Regions from separate parts of the Mus musculus genome. Here region 1 is linked to region 2. Evidence: chromatin contacts called from public promoter capture Hi-C data. All regions are on one chromosome and are shown on one strand. The core of a region is the stretch at or near the end of the contact, and the rest is flanking DNA. Distances in the headings are between cores, read along the strand shown.

Evidence for each region. Promoter capture Hi-C pulls out the DNA fragments that hold promoters and counts their contacts.
Region 1: a promoter capture Hi-C map of pre-B cells shows a contact between it and region 2, with 9 times the contacts expected there. The contact joins the promoter of Slc25a32 here to the promoter of Rnf19a in region 2. A contact is called at or near these places in 3 of 39 promoter capture datasets (the C10 cell line, liver and pre-B cells).

Annotation. Positions count from the first base shown.
Region 1 is chr15:39,111,145-39,114,798 of GRCm38.p6, forward strand. It overlaps Slc25a32 (solute carrier family 25, member 32), which reads right to left and starts at 1,572. Exons shown (of 7, transcript NM_172402.3): 1 at 1,204-1,572. The coding sequence starts at 1,357. Dcaf13 (DDB1 and CUL4 associated factor 13) reads left to right here and starts at 1,730. Exons shown (of 11, transcript NM_198606.2): 1 at 1,730-1,907. The coding sequence starts at 1,838.
Region 2 is chr15:36,281,897-36,285,764 of GRCm38.p6, forward strand. Rnf19a (ring finger protein 19A) reads right to left here and starts at 1,251. Exons shown (of 10, transcript NM_013923.2): 1 at 1,016-1,251.

The DNA of each region.
Region 1 (3,654 bases), core at 322-2,821, 2.8 Mb after region 2:
CCACAGGTACCACACATTCTCCACCACGGAATGTCTTGTCTCCTCTAGCTGTCAAAATATTAATCCTGTTGAGGACTTTAATATGGAACCTTTACAGATACATACAAGCCACCTATGTTTATTTTTTTAATATTTACTTTATCATTTCATATTTCATATGTGCCCCTGGGTGGGTATGTGCATGTGCTGGCAGAGTCCAGAGATGTTAGGTTTCCTTGAAGCCAGAATTATAGACAGTTGGGAGCCACCTGCTCAAAGTGGGTGCTGAGAACTCAATGTGGGTCCTGTGGAAAGGCTAAGTCATCTCTCCAGCCCCAGCTTTCCTTATATAGTCTTTTTATATAGCCTATTTGTGCTCTTATTTTGTATTTGAATTTATTCTACTTAGCAACTGATTTCATGTTGTGTAGAATCCTTTTATATATCTTAGGGTAATTACATTTTTAAGTTTCCTAACGATAAGAAACTGTTGGTACTTCTTAGTTCGACTCCACTGTTCAACATTAAGACACATACATCAAGTAAATCGAATAAAATTAGAATGCTCTACTAAATCCATCTCTAAAGATTTGATTTTCTGGAAAAATTTAGTTTGTAATAAATGAAATAACAGAAATGGTTTCTAAATAGTTACCAAGGCTCACCTATGTAATGCAACTTGGTATTAATTCCTAAAATGCCGTGCTAATTTCCATATACTTAATTCACACTTTAATACAGTTATTTAGAGTGTAGAAGCTCCTCCTTCCTTCACCAGACAATGCATATTTTTAAATACTGCAAACTAAAGAAACTTTAGTGAATATTTTAATCCCAAACTATGACCTTACTCTCCGAAGGTGACAAAGCACCGGCTCACACACTTGTACTTTCGTCTGACTTTATACAGCCAAACACGTGGCTGCCCTAAGACTTCAAATTACCCCAAAGAGTGAATGACTCGTGAACATGAGGGTCAAATGTGACAACCTCCTTTCTCTCAAACTTCACCCACTTTCCCTATCCTTTATGGTTAGGAGACACAGGGAAAGCCGGGGTCCCCTTCCTAAATCCTAGCTCCAGGTAACGCAGGGTGCACAGCATCATCTTAGGGGCTCTCCCCCTTGTAGTAGAGTCTGGGGAGACTAATGTCTCTTCTGCGTGTAAGTGCTTCGCTGGGGCTGGCAGCAAGGGAAGCCGCCCGGGACGTGGGCAGGCTCTTACCAGCGAAGCGGATCTTCACGAGGTCGAGCGGGTGCAGCGCCAGGTTGGACAAGACCCCGCCACTCACGCCAGCCACCAGGTTCTCGTACCGGACGTGGCGGAACACCGCGCTCCACGCCGCCGACCCGGCAGCCGACTGGCCCTGGCCTGTCATGGGCTCCGGGTTCGTCGACACTACGGCGTCCAGCGCCGCCGACGTGGGGCGTGATGTAGTGGCCGCCACCGTGGCGACTGTCGCGGCCCGGGGCCTGGAACCGCAGGACGCGAGCCCACTTCCGGGACCGGAGCCCGGGACGCTGCTGCAGGCAAGTCACACCCGCGGCAAAGCGGGGAGTAGGAGAAACCTCAGAGCGGAGCTTGCTTAGCCCCGCCCAGCAGGCCTGGCCCCGCCCACAGCTGCGCGCGCTCGCCCTCGGGTCAAGACGCGAGCGACAGCTGAAGGACCGCCCCCTCCAGCTCCTAGCCGGAGAGACTACGGAACGCCGCGAGGTCCAGCTGAGCCATCCGGCTGCCACTCTGCGGAGCCACGTGACAGGAAGCCCGCGGAAGGCGGAAGTAGTGTGTCTGCGTGCTGGCCCCGGTAAGTCGAGCCCGGTTTAAAGGCTCGTGGAGTCCGACACCCAGAGCCGCCAAGATGAAGGTGAAAATGCTGAGCCGAAACCCTGACAACTATGTCCGCGAAACCAAGCTGGACATACAAAGAGGTGAGAGGAACTGGAACAGAGGAAGGGGCCTCCTCCCGGATTCTTTGGGTCTGGCCAGCTTTCGAGCAGTAAAAGGGGCGGGAGGCCAGCGCTCTGGTCTCGGTTTCCCTCTCCGCCTAGGCGGCTGCGTCCACACGGGGCTGGTGAGGATCAGAACTGCAGATGGCACATACCTCTACGTCCTTTGTGAGAATTTTCCTCTAGTGGGAAGTAGTTACGTATACACGCCTTTAATCCCAGCACTTGGGAGGCAGAGGCAGGCGGATTTCTGAGTTCAAGGCCAGCCTGGTCTACAGAGTGAGTTCCAGGACAGCCGGGGCTACAGAGAGAAACCCTGTCTGCGTTACTAAAGGTTCTCTCTCCTCCCCCTAGCATTGCTAACGTGTGGTATATGGCCCCCCCCCCCAGCTCCCAAGGTGTTTTACATGGTAATAATTTCTTTTCTTTTTTTTTTTTTTGGTAATATTTCTTAAATGAAAAGTAGATTTGTCCCCAGAGTTTGACGTTAATTATTTTGAATCTTTGAACCTCATTACTTTTTTTTTTCTTCCACTTTCACCAAACAGTGCATTGCTGGATGGAGCTGTCATGGTTTATAGTGCTTGGCCCAGGGAGTGGCCTTGTTGGAGTAGGTGTGTCACTGTGGGTGAGAGCTTTAATACCCTAGTCCTAGCTGCCTAGCAGAAAGTATTCTCCTAGCAGCCTTCAGATGAAGCTGTAGAACAACTCTCAGCTCCTCCTGCACCATGCCTGCCTAGATTTTACCATGTTCTCACCTTGATGATAATGGACTGAACCTCTGAACCTGTAAGCCAGCCCCAACTAAATGTTGTCCTTATAAGAGTTGCCTTGGTCGTGGTGTCTGCTCACAGCAGTAAAACCCTAACTAAGACAGTGGCTTACGTTACCCTTGCCAATGTGGGTGCATTTCAGGCTTTGTCTTGGAGCTATACTTATGTACGTATCTTTACATACTTATCCCTACAAGTGCCCTCCATCCTGCGCATCAGTGTCCTCTTCTGTGTTTTCAGTACACATTGTTTGGATTTGTCAGTGCTTATCACATTATCTCATGGTTCATGCTGATTAGCAGGCTTTCCTATCAGCTTGAAAAGAGAGGAAAGAATCCTATTCCTATATGCAGTGTTTAGACAATAACTCACATAAATAGCTACTTTGTAAGTATCGGAATGAATGAATGAATGGGTGACAGCTGGGACACAGAATCTTATGCTAGGAGATACAACTCTACTTTATAGTAACATCTTTTTTCAACAGTATCTCCCTATTTTTATTTATTTATTTATTTGTGTTGTTTTGTTTTTGTTTTTTCGTTTTTCTCGAGACAGGGTTTCTCTGTATAGCCCTGGCTGTCCTGGAACTCACTTTGTAGACCAAGCTGGCCTCGGAACTCAGAAATCCACCTGCCTCCGCCTCCCAAGTGCTGGGACTAAAGGCGTGCGCCGCCACCACCACCCGGCTATTTTTATTTTTATAATAGAAATATAATAGCAAAACAGAAAATAAAATTTTTGGAGTGCTTTAAAATATAAAGCAAGAAACACATCTGTTATATTTTATTTAGTGTTATTTCCTTGTAAGTTTTCTGCAGGATTTAAATTCTGGGTAAGTACTGGTGAAGCTTTATTGTTGAAATATCCTCGATAGTTCTGATGTGTCTAGTTAATGTGTAAGAGCACCTTACACAAATATATGTGGTTTTATATGAGTTTTAAGCTATCATACC
Region 2 (3,868 bases), core at 1-2,500:
CATACAATGAAAAGGGTCAAGAAATTCTGGTTAAAATATTAAATAATCAAAGACTGCCAGGTACGCGTGCGTATACACAAACATACACAAAGTAGAATGAGGAAGATCAAAATATTTTGAAGGCACCAACCACGGAAAGGCCCGCTTTCATACCTCCCGTTTGCTATCATTTTACACCAGCCTTTATAGCCAACCCTAGGTTTGAAAATTGCAGCTGCATTTAAAGGCCGTCCTATCATTACCAACATTTTGCGACATTCTCAACCCTACACAAAGTAAAGCACCAGTCGTGTATTTCTATCTCCAAGGGCGCCAACAAGCAAAAATTAAACCTTTCTTTTTCCCATATATAGCCTTCACCATTCTCTTCCCTCTTTTATTTGCTGCCCTTGTCTCAGGATTAACGAACCTAAACCACTTCTTCCCATTAGTGGAAATGGAAAAAGAGAAGAGAGCGACAGTAGAGCGGAATCCCAGACCGAAGGAAAAACTGGCAATTCAAAGTGGTGGCCTCACTCGGGGTGAGGGCAGGGAAAACCCCAGACGTGGAGTCCGGAAGACCCCCGTTCATCCCCAGGCTATACGGCTTTCCGCGCCGGTGCCTGCTTGTGTGCGCGATCTCCGCTCCCGAAGGAGGCGGTCATCTCCCCGCCGCCCTCCCGGGCCCCAGGCGGCAGGCTTCGGGGGCGAAGTCCGCGGCGCCCAGTGTGCGGCGAGGCCCGGAAAGCGTCCCGTTAGAGGCGATTTCACCCGTCAGGAATGCGCTCCGCCCCCGCCGCCTCCCCACGGCGGCCGCCCTCGGGTCTCGTCCGCTCCGCCGCCCCGGAACGCTCGGGGCAGCGCCGTGGACAGTCACAACACCGACGGGGCCACAGGCCCGGCCCCCCACGCCCCGGCCCGCACCCCGGAGACGGCCGCAACGGTCTCCCGGCCCCAGACCGAGGCCTGAGCGGCGCCTTGAATCCCCATCCGTAGGGGAGCCGCCCGGCTCCCGCGGCTCCGGCGCCTGCCGTACCTCAGCTCCTCAGGGCGGCGGCGGCGCGGGGCGGCTGGCGAGCAGGCCCATCCCGCGGAGGCAGAAAGCGGAGGCAGAACGGAGGACGACTTTTCAGCACCGCCGCGGAACCTTCTCAGCTAGGGCGAGAGCTGCCGGTGGAACGGTTGCGGGCGGCCGCTTTCCCGAACTCCCCTCTGTGACTCCAGTCGGACCGTCGCAGCCGGGAACCAACACAGCAACTGCCATTCTCCCCCGCCCTCGCCCCCAGGCCCCGCCCCCTCCACTCCCTCCTGCCCCACCCGGCATAGCCCCGCCCAGCGCGCCTTGCGTCTTGGCGTCAAGCCCCGCCCCGCCCCACGTCGACCAGCCGCGGTTATCTCTGGGACGCGGTGGTTCCTTGGCTCCAGCACGTTCGCCTCGCACTGCGCGCTCTCGCCGCCGGCCCTCCCGCGGGCGGCGACTTACTCGGAACGCGCCGGGCAGTGGGGCGGGAGACGCCCTTCTTGTAACCCCGACCCCGTCTCCGTGAGGTGATAGGAAGGGACGGCGGGAGCCGCGTTCCAAGTGGAGCGCTTCCTGAGCGACAGGACCCTGACTTAGCTTTTCAATCCTTTGTTCACCTGCTTGATTGGCAACCCTCGGGAGAGCAGAGCCGAGTCGTCCCCAAAGAAATATCTCAGGTCTTATCAATGTCTGATACAGTAGGAGTTACTTTGGCCCAGCCTGTGTCTTCCATTCCCCTCCAGCTTTTGATCCAGTCGGACACCCTTTGAATTTTTCACCTACATAAGACTTGGTATAGAGTTAGTTAAATAAACAGATCCCTTTCCTGTCCTGATCCCATCCTCTCCGTTTATTTCTCTTGGGGACTTAGATCATTTCCTTAGAATCCTGAGAAATGGATGTGATGGATGCCAAAATGTCCATCCACCATCTGTTACTTAATCTAAATATATCACTCGATCCTTATTTCAGTGTGTCTAAACTAGAAACTCACCAAGGAGCCATATTTTTTCAAACCCCACTTGGCCTCTTTGGTAACACAGTAAATTTTTCCCAGTTAGAAACAGGCTAGGCGATCTAGGGCTAAATGTCTTTGACCATACATCTTAAAGGGAGTAAGTATGGATATGATTTCCATTTATTGGAAGTTGAGAGCCATTATGTGTATACCTTAAAATGCTATCAAAAGGCTGCATTCGATGCCCAATAATCTACAGGACACTTTAAGCCTACGGATAGTGCAAGAGTAGCTTTGCAGTACAAATGGAGTAATGACTGGTAAGGGTTTTGAGTAAAGAATTGTGCAGAATAACAGTGGTCCTGTACTCTCTATAGTCATCATAGTTCTGAGAAATTAAATTTCTGTCTTCCTAGAAATTGGAAGGGTCTGCTGTTACTTACTAGTCCAATATGCATATCCTGAGAGAGATATACCTGAAGGACATCTCCACTTGAATCTATGGAGGCATCTTGTATTAGATAGTTTTATCTTAACATGAGACAAGCTAAAGTCGTTTGAGAGAAGGGATCGTCAATGAAGAAAACACCTCCATGAGACTGGGCTGTAGGAAGCCGTAGGACATTTTAATTAGTGATTGATGGAGAGACAGCCCACTGTGAATAGTTTCATCCCTGGGCTGTTGGTCCTGGGGTCTATAAGAAAGCAGGATGAGCAAGCTATGAGGAGTAAACCAGTAAACAGCACCCCTCCACAGCCTCTGCAACAGCTCCTGCCACCAGGTTCCTGCCATATTTGAGTTCCTGTCCTAACTTCTTTCGGTGATGAACAGTGATATGAAAGTGTAAGCCAAATAAACCTTCCCCAAGTTGCTTCTTGGTCATGGTGTTTTGTGGCAGCATCAGAACCTTAAGACAAACCTATAGCTCAAGTCTGTCTGAGATAGACAGGGGCTTATCTAAAACAACCCTTACTTCTCTCATCCAAGCAGAGCCAAGCCAGAAGTCCAGGGTTCTCACAGACACCCTGTCTTTGGTCCCTTTCACTGAGTCCCATTTATTATGCCCTCTAAATATCACTCTGTTCTCTGTGCTGTATACCCTTTGCCTTTAGGACAACAACTTCAAGTTTGGCTGCCTCCCCCAAGAGAACGTGGGAAAATTGAGATGCCTAGGCTGCATCCAAGTGAAGGGGGCTCTGGAGAGCCGTATATTTTTAAATTCCAGGTGATAAATGTACTTTCGAGACTGGAAACCATGCTACAAAGTCACCGTTTCTCCTTGGATTCATGCAAAGAAGCTGCTTGGCCTCCGGTGGGCTTTTTGCTGCATTCTTCCTAATTTACCCATTGTAATTTATTCAACATTGGCTCAAGAAATATTGCTGTCTACTAAATTAAAAGGTGATCCAAGCTTTCTACCATCTCCAATGCTCTCTCTCCCTCTCCCTCTCCCTCTCCCTCTCCCTCTCCCTCTCCCTCTCCCTCTCCCTCTCTCTCTCCCTCTCTCTCTCCCTCTCTCTCTTTCTCCAGATGTGAGCACTGAGCTGTTCTTACCGCCAGGCCTTTGCTCTACCATCATAGACTCTAACCTTCCAAAACCTTAAGCCCGATTGACTAAATCCTCAAAAGAAACTAGGAGGAAAAAAATGCTACTTTCTTTTATAAGTTGCCTTGGTCATGGTGTTTTGTCATCATAGCAATAGGGAAACAACTAAGACACAAACTAACAGCATAAAAAGCGTCAAATCCAATATTTTATTTTGTTCTCTCAACAACTCTTCTGATATTTGAACTCGAGGATGCTTGATGATCAGAAAGTGCAAGGCCTTGGCAAGGACAGATACAGGGTAACGCGTAGAGAGTCAGAGGACAGGGGTCAGATAGGTATTGCGGAGCCAGAGAATTGAAT